Linked DNA regions of Mus musculus: regions 1 and 2 are each linked to region 3. A link is a contact called in public Hi-C and HiChIP or PLAC-seq data. All regions are on one chromosome and are shown on one strand. Each heading gives the region's core, a stretch centred on a gene start, on an enhancer-like site or on the middle of the called end of the contact. The rest is flanking DNA. Distances are from core to core; before and after follow the strand shown.

What was found. A called contact is a pair of places that touch in the nucleus more often than the background predicts. HiChIP or PLAC-seq counts read pairs in DNA pulled down with a chosen protein or histone mark.
Region 1: a Hi-C map of the N1E-115 cell line shows a contact between it and region 3, with 5 times the contacts expected there. The contact joins two enhancer-like sites. A contact is called at or near these places in 1 of 15 datasets of contacts at CTCF or cohesin (CD8 T cells), 10 of 484 Hi-C or Micro-C datasets (the Ba/F3 cell line, the C10 cell line, CD4 T cells and 7 more) and 2 of 115 datasets of contacts at active chromatin or transcription factors (CD8 T cells and neural progenitor cells).
Region 2: an H3K27ac HiChIP or PLAC-seq map of neural progenitor cells shows a contact between it and region 3, with 6 times the contacts expected there. The contact joins the promoter of Dock10 here to the enhancer-like site in region 3. A contact is called at or near these places in 2 of 39 promoter capture datasets (the C10 cell line and macrophages), 1 of 15 datasets of contacts at CTCF or cohesin (CD8 T cells), 5 of 484 Hi-C or Micro-C datasets (cortical glia, forebrain, macrophages and 2 more), 8 of 115 datasets of contacts at active chromatin or transcription factors (CD8 T cells, bone marrow-derived dendritic cells, bone marrow-derived macrophages and 4 more) and 1 of 9 other capture datasets (liver).

The regions. Positions count from the first base shown.
Region 1 is chr1:80,728,975-80,732,278 of GRCm38.p6, forward strand. All of the region lies in intron 1 of Dock10 (dedicator of cytokinesis 10), which reads right to left. Among named protein-coding and RNA genes, the nearest start is that of Dock10, 28 kb to the right of the region's middle. Within about 2 kb of position 1,902, at least 34 of the 459 cell types and tissues checked have an H3K27ac peak or open chromatin away from gene starts, as enhancers often do. A contact at or near this core is called in the N1E-115 cell line and neural progenitor cells, where this site is marked.
Region 2 is chr1:80,756,814-80,760,320 of GRCm38.p6, forward strand. Dock10 (dedicator of cytokinesis 10) reads right to left here and starts at 1,740. Exons shown (of 56, transcript NM_175291.4): 1 at 1,513-1,740. The coding sequence starts at 1,635.
Region 3 is chr1:80,822,555-80,825,630 of GRCm38.p6, forward strand. No RefSeq gene overlaps it. Among named protein-coding and RNA genes, the nearest start is that of Dock10, 66 kb to the left of the region's middle. Within about 2 kb of position 1,622, at least 27 of the 459 cell types and tissues checked have an H3K27ac peak or open chromatin away from gene starts, as enhancers often do. A contact at or near this core is called in the N1E-115 cell line, cortical glia, neural progenitor cells and 1 more, where this site is marked.

The DNA.
Region 1 (3,304 bases), core at 652-3,151, 93 kb before region 3:
CAGCCGTGACCACTCTGTGAGAACGAAGTTTCCTGAGACTGTTCTTCACATGGTAATGACTGACCAGGAAACAGAAAATAGAAAACTATAGCCCTCAATATCTTTCTCCACTGGCCTATCTCTGCCGGATAGGACCTATATCCCAAAGGCATCGCAAGCTCCCTGAGTGGCACCATTAGATGGGAAACAAGTTTGCAAATGCCTGAGCCTGTGGGGAACAAGGTATAGTCAGACCCTAAGACTTACATATCATTCGCATGTCTTCCCTGCCCATTGTCTCCTCTGGGTACACATCTCTACATCAACCAACTAGAGAGGATACACACAGATCAAACACCCAGACAAAGGTGCTGGCCACCACTATACATGCCTGATGCAAGTTTTTTCTAAAGGTGAAAATTTTAGCATTCGAGTCAGATGGTTTGCATGGTTCAGGAAATTAACATTTTAAACAATGGATTCAAATTGAGTATAATGCTTAAAGTGTGAAGAGTGCATCCAGAAAAAGAAGTGTTGTACATTAGGAGAGCGAGGCAGACTCTGAAGCAGGACTTTCACAGTCAAGCTGAAGTTCCCCGGGCTATTTTCTTCCCAGCTGGTGTTCACCCCATATTAAACACACCAGCTCCACTATCCTGATGCTCTGTTCTTCTCTCCTGGAAACAAAATCCAAGGCCTGGAAAATGGATCAGTCAACCACCATGAAGGGACATCACAGAAAACATTTCAGGTTTTGGAAGACAGGCCCAGGAAGACAGGGCACTGACTTGCTGCAGGGCACTGTTCTCTGTGGTGGGAAGTCTGATATGGTCTTTGTCTCAGAAGATGCCCCACTCAGAAGATGCCCCACTCAGAGTCTTATCACAGCAAGCTGGTCTTAGTGAATCACCAGCTTAAAGACTTCACAACAATGAACATTAGTTGAAATAAAAAGGCATACAATGATAATGATGTAGTTGTCAAAAAAATCTTGTAGCTATATACAAAGTAGAAAAGATAGACATCTAAACTCCTTTTCTTGCTCCTGAGAGGAAAGACCTCAGAGGCCCCAACACAAACATACCAACTAGGGGTATTCAGTTCAGATATCCTTAAAGTGGCTACTTTCTTATCTGCCAGAGAGGAAATAAAAAATTGAAAATCAGGTTGACCTAACATATACAGAATAACTTATAGCTTAATTCTTTAACTTATAGAAATAGTTTAATTCTTTCTTTTCTTTTCTTTTTGTTTTTTGGAGGCAGTTCTGCAACATATTTGACATTAATCAGGTTAGTTATCATACCCCTTGACCGTCTGTAGATTTCTGAATGTGGTAACAGGTATGTAAATTTTTAAAGTGTTTTAAATATTGAGGTCAAGGCCACCAGTGACCATGGTGCTCACTGGAAGTCATTGCTCACCGGAAGTCATCTGCGGTTATGACTGCAGGACCTGTGTGGTTTCCTTTTGCAATAAAATATTCATATTAGAGGTTTTAATGTTGATTAAAAAAAACCTTTAAAACAGAACACATTTTCAATAATCCTGGGTTTCAAAGAGAAGGCTTGCAACTTCTGTAAAGAAACTCAGTCATGTCAAAAGCTGAGCGAGAAGCTGGAACATCAGGCAACTAATGGGGACACCATATCTGTACACAAGGTACCACAGGCCTAACTTATTCTGAAAGAAAGCTGCAGAAAGCTGCAGCTGCTGTGGGGCAGAAGTTCCTGAAAGTCCGGCCAAGACTCAGCCATAGACTGCTTGCTCAGATGGGTGAAGTCCTAGGCTCTGTCTTCAGATGTGGGAAAGTAAAGAGAGACAGAATGAAAACAATATGAGCCATTCACAGGATGTGCCCAAAGAGAAAACCGCAGCAGGGCTGACTCTGTGCAGCCATACACGGCCCAGCAGAAGAGTAACAAAGTTCCTGCTAAATCCACTAGGCAGGAAGTACAAGTAGGACCTGAAGGTGACGTCGCATGGTACAACCTCATTGCTACCAAGAACAATCCAGTATTAGTAGGCCTTGTGTCCAGATTTCTCAGGAAATACTCCATTTATTCAGACTTGCTGTTCATAAGCAGGATAAAACCGCTCCCTTCAGTTACACAAAAGGGGACTTGGAATACAGACATCAGGATTTGACACGGGTTATGTTGAAAGCTAATGGTTAAAGACCCTCCGTCTGGGTTTTATAATTACTCTGATCCAAAACATGATGGACAGCCATCAGACTTGATTCCTTCACAGCAACTGGAGACAAGAGTTATTCTGAACAACGCTTTGGTTTTAAAAAGAGGTCTGGAAAACATTTGCAGGCATGCCTGTGCACTAGTACGGGAGAATGCATACAGCAACCAAAAGACGTTCCTAAGTTCTTTCCAATTCAGCCATAATGTCATGCTGAATTCCATCTGCCTCCACTTTACTTGCAAATTAAAGACAATTCCTTAATCCTTTAATGTATTTATAAGGTAACATGTGTTTTCTCTGTTTTATACTCCATGGCTGAAAAACCAGAATGTCAAGAGGACTCTAATTTTACATCAGATAAGCCAAACGAGTTTCTGGAACATACCAAAGCTGACAATTGGTGCTCACTTATCTCATTCAATACCTGTAACGAATTACTATAATAATGTGAGCCATGGTGGAGCAGTGCTCTGCAGACAACGCAACTCATCCCTTGTCTTTTAAAAATAATCTTCGTAAAACACACACACAAATTAGCTGTGGTGACTATGGCCTCCATTTTTACCGAAAGAAGGTTGCAGCTGTTTACGGTTCTGCTGTTAAAGGACATCACCTGGAAGCCCTGGACATGCAAGAAAGCATAGACATGTAGTCTCCTGACCAGCTACAATAGGGTTAAATGAAATCTCAGTCCTGATCAATACCTGGAGTTAACTCACATCAGACACTGTGCACTTCATTGTCTTGTTAAGATCAAACTCTTCTTCTTTCTACCCCAAAAGCAGAATGTTTAGCTCTCAATAGAAAAAGAACCTGGTGGATGAAGGGGATCAGCAGAGTCTGCTAACTGCAAATATCCCTTGATTTCTCAGAAGTAGATTTATTGTTGCTTTTATGGGATACTCGAGTGGTGGCAATTCTTGCCAATCTCCAAAATAGGTCTCTAGTTTCTTTATTCTCTTTTCTGTGGACTTCAGTAAGCTGCCACTTAGACAATAGCAAAAATTTAGTAATTCAAAATTTCCCAGAGGTCAGCCAGAATAAAAAAATATTATTTGTAGTAACAAATATGAAATACAGCTTAAAGGCTCAACAGAGGGGGAAAAATGTCGACAGCTGAAGGAAAAAA
Region 2 (3,507 bases), core at 490-2,989, 66 kb before region 3:
GGGGGTCCTTTGAACCCCAAAGGGTCAAGACTCAGAGGTTGAGAACCACTGCTTTACAAGGTAAAATTACTGTCTTATGTGTGTCTGATTCTGTAATAGCTCCACCCGCTTTTCAGAATGGCCCGTTTTTGACAGTTTGTCTGTTCTTCCTTAAAAATATGCATACAGATATCAAAACCACAGGCTGGCACTGTCAAGGGATTAGGTAACAGTTGAATTGTCTCTGGCAGCTGCATATTGCAGCCAGTGGTGAGGGAAAGGGAAGGAAAGGGCAGCCTGGCTACCAGTTCTTTTCACACTCCAGGCTTCCCCATCCCCCACCCCCACCCCCCACCCTCTGTGCATTTGCTGCTCTGGTCCCTCTGCCAGGCAATTTGCTTCCGCTCTGTTCAGCTTCCCGACCTCTGGCTTTAAGAGAGGCTTCTGGCTGTGGGAACTGGCTCTGACCAGATCTGGCTCCCTCCTCTTCGGTGACTGGCAAAGGCAACACTTTGACACTCTTAAATAGGGTTGTTTAATTCCTAATGGTATTTACTGGCAAAAAAAAGGAAAATGAAACCCACAACGAGGATTCTGGTCCAACAAAGTCAGGCCAAGAGCTCCGTGGCTGAGCCCCACTCTTGCTGGAAGGCTACTCCCTACGGGCTACCCATTTCTACCACAGTTGATGTGCGCTCCCTGCTTGCTGCTTTCATCCCTTAGTGTGACACCTACTGGAATTTATGAATATCTCGTGATGCACGGGTATGATTTGGGCACCTGATGCTGGCTTTTGCCTCAGGGACTTCCCGCGGAAATCACCCAATACTTAGAAGGCATTTCGACAAGGAAGTAACCAGGGGAAACCTTCTGGAAGGAGATTCCCGTGAAATCGCTTCAAAACACACCAGAAGCCACTGGCTACTTAATAACCCACGTCCCCTTCATCCCAGTTTCCCCCAGCTCTTTCTGCAACAGTATAAAGTGGCTGGTTGGGTTCCAGCCTGTGGGGGGAGGGAGATCTGTGCAAATTGCAGATTTTCCTCACTAGATAGAAGGTGGGGGTTTCAGCTTTGGTCTGGCTGAAGAGCTAGCTCACTACATCTTTTCTAGGTTCCACGGGGAGGAGAGGGGCGCGCAGACTTGTGGATCTACAGGTTCCATCCATTTAGCTCCCCCCACCCCTTTATCCCGCCCCCACCCGCCGCCCCAGGTCCCTGTCACCCTGTCACCTTGAGCCAGACTGGATGCATTCCCGCCTCCTCCACCCCCCTTAAAACGTAGGCACACGCTCTCCCACGCAGCTGCTCATCTAAGCGTCCCGCGTTCCTAAAGTCCCCCAATGCGCCTCTGGTCCTTAATTCTTTGGTGACACTGCTTGGAGGAGGTGACTCCGGGGTCGCTCTGTGGGGGAGCGAATTCGGGGTGGAGGACAAGCTAGCTCCCGTGCAGGGGCTCACAGGGCTGGCGACAAGGCCTGTCTGGGGTCCCTGGGCAAGCCCCGCCGTGGCGCGAGGGACGCAGGGCACTCACCCGCTGCTGCTGACGGCTGCTGACGGCCACCGCGGCGGCAGACGCGGCGCTGTGCCGGAGCTCGGCCGCCTGTCCCGGTCTCAGCAGGCTCCGGGTGAACCTGCGGGTCCGCTCCCCGGCCATCGCGGGCCGTGCCGCTCGCGCCTCGGCCCCGGAGCGAGTGTGTCCCGCCGGTCCCCTGGCCGCGCCAGCCTGTTCTACCCACCCGCCGTTCAGGAAGCGGAACTCAGAGCCTTTCCCCCCCTCTTCCCCGCTCAACTCACAAGAGGCGGGTTTTTCTCGCGCGCACCCCCACTCTGCCCACCCCCTTCGCTCCCGCTCAAGCTCCGCGGCGACTTTGCAAACTCTGCGCCTCTCGGGCGGCGCGGCCAACTCTGCCTGGCTAGGGCGCATCTGCAGCGGGACGCGCGTGGGGGTGGCTCCACCCGCGCCGCCCACCCGCGACTCGGTACTGATGCCGGGCTGCCTCTGCTGGGACCTGCTTACCGCCCTATTCTCAATCCGATGCTCATAGAGGGTTGGGGATTTGGCGTTTTTTTGAGGATCAGACCTACATTCTGAGGTTAGGAAGTGGAGAAGGGTTGATCTTAGGTATCCTGTGCACCCTTGGAGGTGGGTCAGAGGTTTTATTAAGTAAGGATCCCTCTGGTGGCTGGGCCCCTTACTTTGAAGTCTCTAGGGGACCCAGATTCCTTACTTGGTCTTGGGATAGTCGGTGTGAATTCACACCTTCCGCCAATTTTTCCTCAACTGCGTCCCTACTCTATACCAGCTACACTGCTCTTGTAAATAAGACCATATAGGATGGTTTACCAAATGCCTCCTTAACTTTGCATACTAATTTGAATTAAAATCTAGTGTCTATCTGGGTAATGTAAGGGATTTCAGGGTGGAAATTAGGATGAATAAGAACTGCTGTTGGGTTACAGGGTAGGGTGAGTAGGACAGGGTGGGTGGTTCTTAGTCTATTTTTCTGCTTTCTTATCAAATCCCCCCCCACCCTTGCCTCGAGCTATCTGATTAAAGTATTCTAAAATTCTTATCTGGAGTCACATGCAGGGTGGTTCTCTGCCCAGTGTGGGTGGGTGAAAGACCAAGGCTCCTGGGAGAGCTGTGTGGACATTCTGGATTTCTTAAGGGCCTTTTTGTGGATCTGTGGCCTCTGGATTTTCTAAAGTTAAAAACATTTTTTTTAGCTTGTGGTGTGCCTGGTGTTTCTCACATAGTAGGCTAACAGGCTCTCTTTGAGGAAAATCTGGGTTACACACAGTGTGACTCTGTCTTAACTTTTTGACAAACTGTAACCATTTCCCCCCCTGTTTTAGAATACTGTCTGGTGTATAGTATAACTGAATAACTCATGATTATGCACGACTCTCAAAGGCTCAGGAAGTCTGAGGCAGTCAAAGACTTGAGTGCTGAGGCAGGAGGATGGCAAGAAAAGAAAAATGGTCTAGAAGCAAAGACTGTAGTAACAGAACATGAGTCATAGTGTGTCTTGGGTACAACAGTTCAGGTTTGAATTTATTTTGCTGTGTTGAAATACTCTGGCTAAAATCAACTTGAGGAAGAGAGGATGCATTGTGCTTAGATCTGGGTGCTTTCAGTTCCGTTCATCTTATCTTACTCAGTCAAGGTCCTGATGCTCAGGGGTAGTGATGCCCACAGTGGGCTGAGCCTTCCTATATCAATCATCAATCAAGACAATCTCTCACAGATATGGCCACAGGCCAACTTGATAGTGGCGGTTCTCCAACCGAGGGTCATTCCTCCTTCCCAGGAGACTCTCGGTTGTGTCAAGTTGAACATGAGCAGAGCAATACACTGAATAGCACATGCAACCATGTCTTCAACTGCATCATGTATCAGGAAATCACTTTTAGTTTTATTCTTGACACCAGTTTTACCCTCTCCAGCTCTGGGAGGTCACTACCATCCGCTGGTATGGAAGGATTTGTGAACGAGTGTGTGTGTGTTTCCTCTATCCATGTCCCA
Region 3 (3,076 bases), core at 372-2,871:
TAAAGGTTAAGCATCTTGCTCAAAGGAAAAAGCTCTAACCATGAGGGCTCCTCTATAAACTCTGCTCAGTTTCATACCAAGCTTGTGTAAGGCTGCTCCACTAAACTACATCCAATGGATTCCCATTTGTAGAATGGCACAGAATAATTCCAAACGCTGCCTTACGTATTGATCCACTTAACAAAATCAAATAATTGCTACTTCCTTTACAAAATGTATATAAAGAATTATAGACATACGTGCTAGAAATGTCCATTCAAGTAAAGAAACATTTGGTCTTGAAGGCTGTTGAAATCTGATTTCTGTCACATCTGTGATCCAGAAGTCGCTAAGGCCTGGAATTTCTCTAATAGGCTTGGTTGTTGTTTGCTTGAGACAGGTTCTCACTAGGTAGCCTGGGATCTCTATGTAGATTAGGCTGGCCTCAAACTCATAGACATCCATCTGTTGTTACCTTCCACGTGCTAGAATTCATGTGCACCATGCCTGGCAGAGGTAATTCAACAGAGAGACGAATAGATGTTACATTGTTTATAAAATGCTCGGTATGACATTTGCTATACTTGCCAGACAGGAAGACTGTATTTTCCAATGCTTCTCACCAAGTGCCAAAACCATGGCAACTATTAATTTTCAATACTCCTGAGAGGCCAGTAATTTATAGCACAGAAATAAACTCACAAGGAAATTGTTTAGAATCTACAAATGGATTACACTACAACTGAGGTCTCTTAGGTAAAGTGAGTTTAATGTATGACTGCTGATGATATCAGGGAATTTTTTTTCTGGGTAATCCCACTGGAATTCCCCACTGTGCCCTGTGTCCCACTCCCAGTGACTTTGTGGAGCACTGTCATGCTTCACCGTACAATGATGCCACATTTGTAATTATTTACCACTGTGTTTAGCATATTAGCTATAATTGGGTTGTTTCCAATAAGCTTTGACAGAAATTGCAGAATTTCACATAGTAAATTATGTGCTCCCACAGGCCAGAGCATTGTCTGAACAATATAATGCATTTGTAGCAGAATAAATGTGCAATGTTTTCAAGAATTTTTGAAGCATATTTCCAGATAGTTGTAGTTCTAGCTTGAATTTTTTTTTGTTTGTTTGTTAAATCTAGAAGAGAGGATGTAGGGAAAAATAGTACTATGAAATAATTTAAAATTCATTAAAATTCTTTGCATATTTCCACACTTTTTTTTCAAAAGAAACTTTTCATGGCATAACTGTGAAGCTTCCTAAAGTGATCTCATAGTCACTCAATTAGTATTTCAGCCCAGAATTTTCCTATTCAACATCTGCCAGAAAATGGAAAACAAAGAAAATTTAGTAATGGTCCCGAGATCTGCAGCATGCGCTGAGCTGCATGTACAATCTCTCCCGCATTTTGTAAGGGTAAGAAAGGGATGGCGAATGGAATCACAAAGCAATAACAAGAATTACTTTCTCATCTTGCTTGGCATGATGGGGGAGGGAGGAAAATCAACAAGAAAACCAAGACAATGCATGTACTGACTCTGCAGGTGTGTGGCGACATCATAACAAAGGGACATTATTCCCTAGCCTCTTTCTTGTGGTGTCATCATTTGTACTGAAACACAAAGACATACACAAGTGCCCAGGGCTGGCATGGCTTCTGTGCCTTCCTCACCAGGGAGCCTGAATTAGGTCAGAGAGGAGTCAGGTGGGAGGAGTCTGTAAGGCAATTTTAGCTGCCAGCTGAATATCCAAGAGGCAAAGGGAAAATAAAAGAAATAAAGCTTCAAGCCTAGGGCTAGTCTATGGCTATGCGATTCTGTCACTTAGCTTTGATGTGGCTTTTTTTCCCCTCTTTTGTTTTTTAGAGACAGGGTTTCTCTATGCAGCCCTGGCTTACTTGGCACTCTGTAGACCAGGCTGGCCACTCACAGAGATTCTCCTGCCTCTTCTTCCTGGGTGTTGGGATTAAAGGCATGTGCCATTGCCACCCAGCTTATGTTTATTTTTCAAGTATCCTGAAATTGTTTTATTGATAATGTGAGGTAAACCAAAGCAAGACAATGTTCTCTCTCTCTCTGTCTCTGTCTGTCTCTGTGTCTCTGTCTCTCTCTGTCTCTCTGTCTCTCTGTCTCTCTGTCTCTGTCTCTCTGTCTCTCTGTCTCTCTCTGTCTCTCTCTGTCTCTCTCTGTCTCTCTCTGTCTCTCTCTGTCTCTGTCTCTGTCTCTGTCTCTGTCTCTGTCTCTCTCTCTCTCTCTCTCCCGCTAATAGCAGTACATGATTCAGATGTACTTAGGAACTCTCTGGCCCTTAGTGTCCCCTTTGGAAAGTCATAAGACAGCAGCTGAACAACTCCCAAAGTGAATCCTTCCTACAGTCTTGAACCCAACACACATAACTTGGCATTGTTAAATTTACTGATTTAATTCAATTTTATATCAAGTCTATTAGGTTATCAGAATTTAGTATTCAATTTCTGATTAGCCAAGGAATTTGGAGCACCAATATCTAGTACTTGATTAGATCTTTGCAAATATATTAGTTGGTGCTCTTGGTTAGCTTCTGTAGTTCATTCTCTTTACAGACTAAGGAAAGATTATAAAGTGTCAGTGATCTTTGTTATGTAAACCATAGTTCTTGATATTTATCTATGGTTTCAAATAAAACCTTGTTCTCAAATAGTTCTAAAACCATAATTCTTGTAGATCAAATATGTCAGTAAATCTTTGTTCTTTTCATAGTGTCAGAAGATGTTTGCATTCATCTCTGAGAAGCACATTGCACATTTGTGCAGCCACCTGAGGTTGCTTCTCAATAATATTCCCTTGTCACATGGTTAATCTTCCAGTAGTTTCTCTCTATCTAAGCACAAGGAACCTATGCTTTAAAGGGGAGCCAAAACAGTCTAATATGTTACAAGTCCCTCTCATCTAACATCTCAGCCATTCAGTGCACTGCAGCCAATGCTGGCAGCTGGCTTCTTTTTCTTTAAGTCTGATGGTTTCCAAGATAGCTACTTCATCCACAATGGATATAGTTGGGAGTTCTAGGAATTTAAATCCTGTTTCTCCCAGTTCTCATTTGCTGGTCCCCA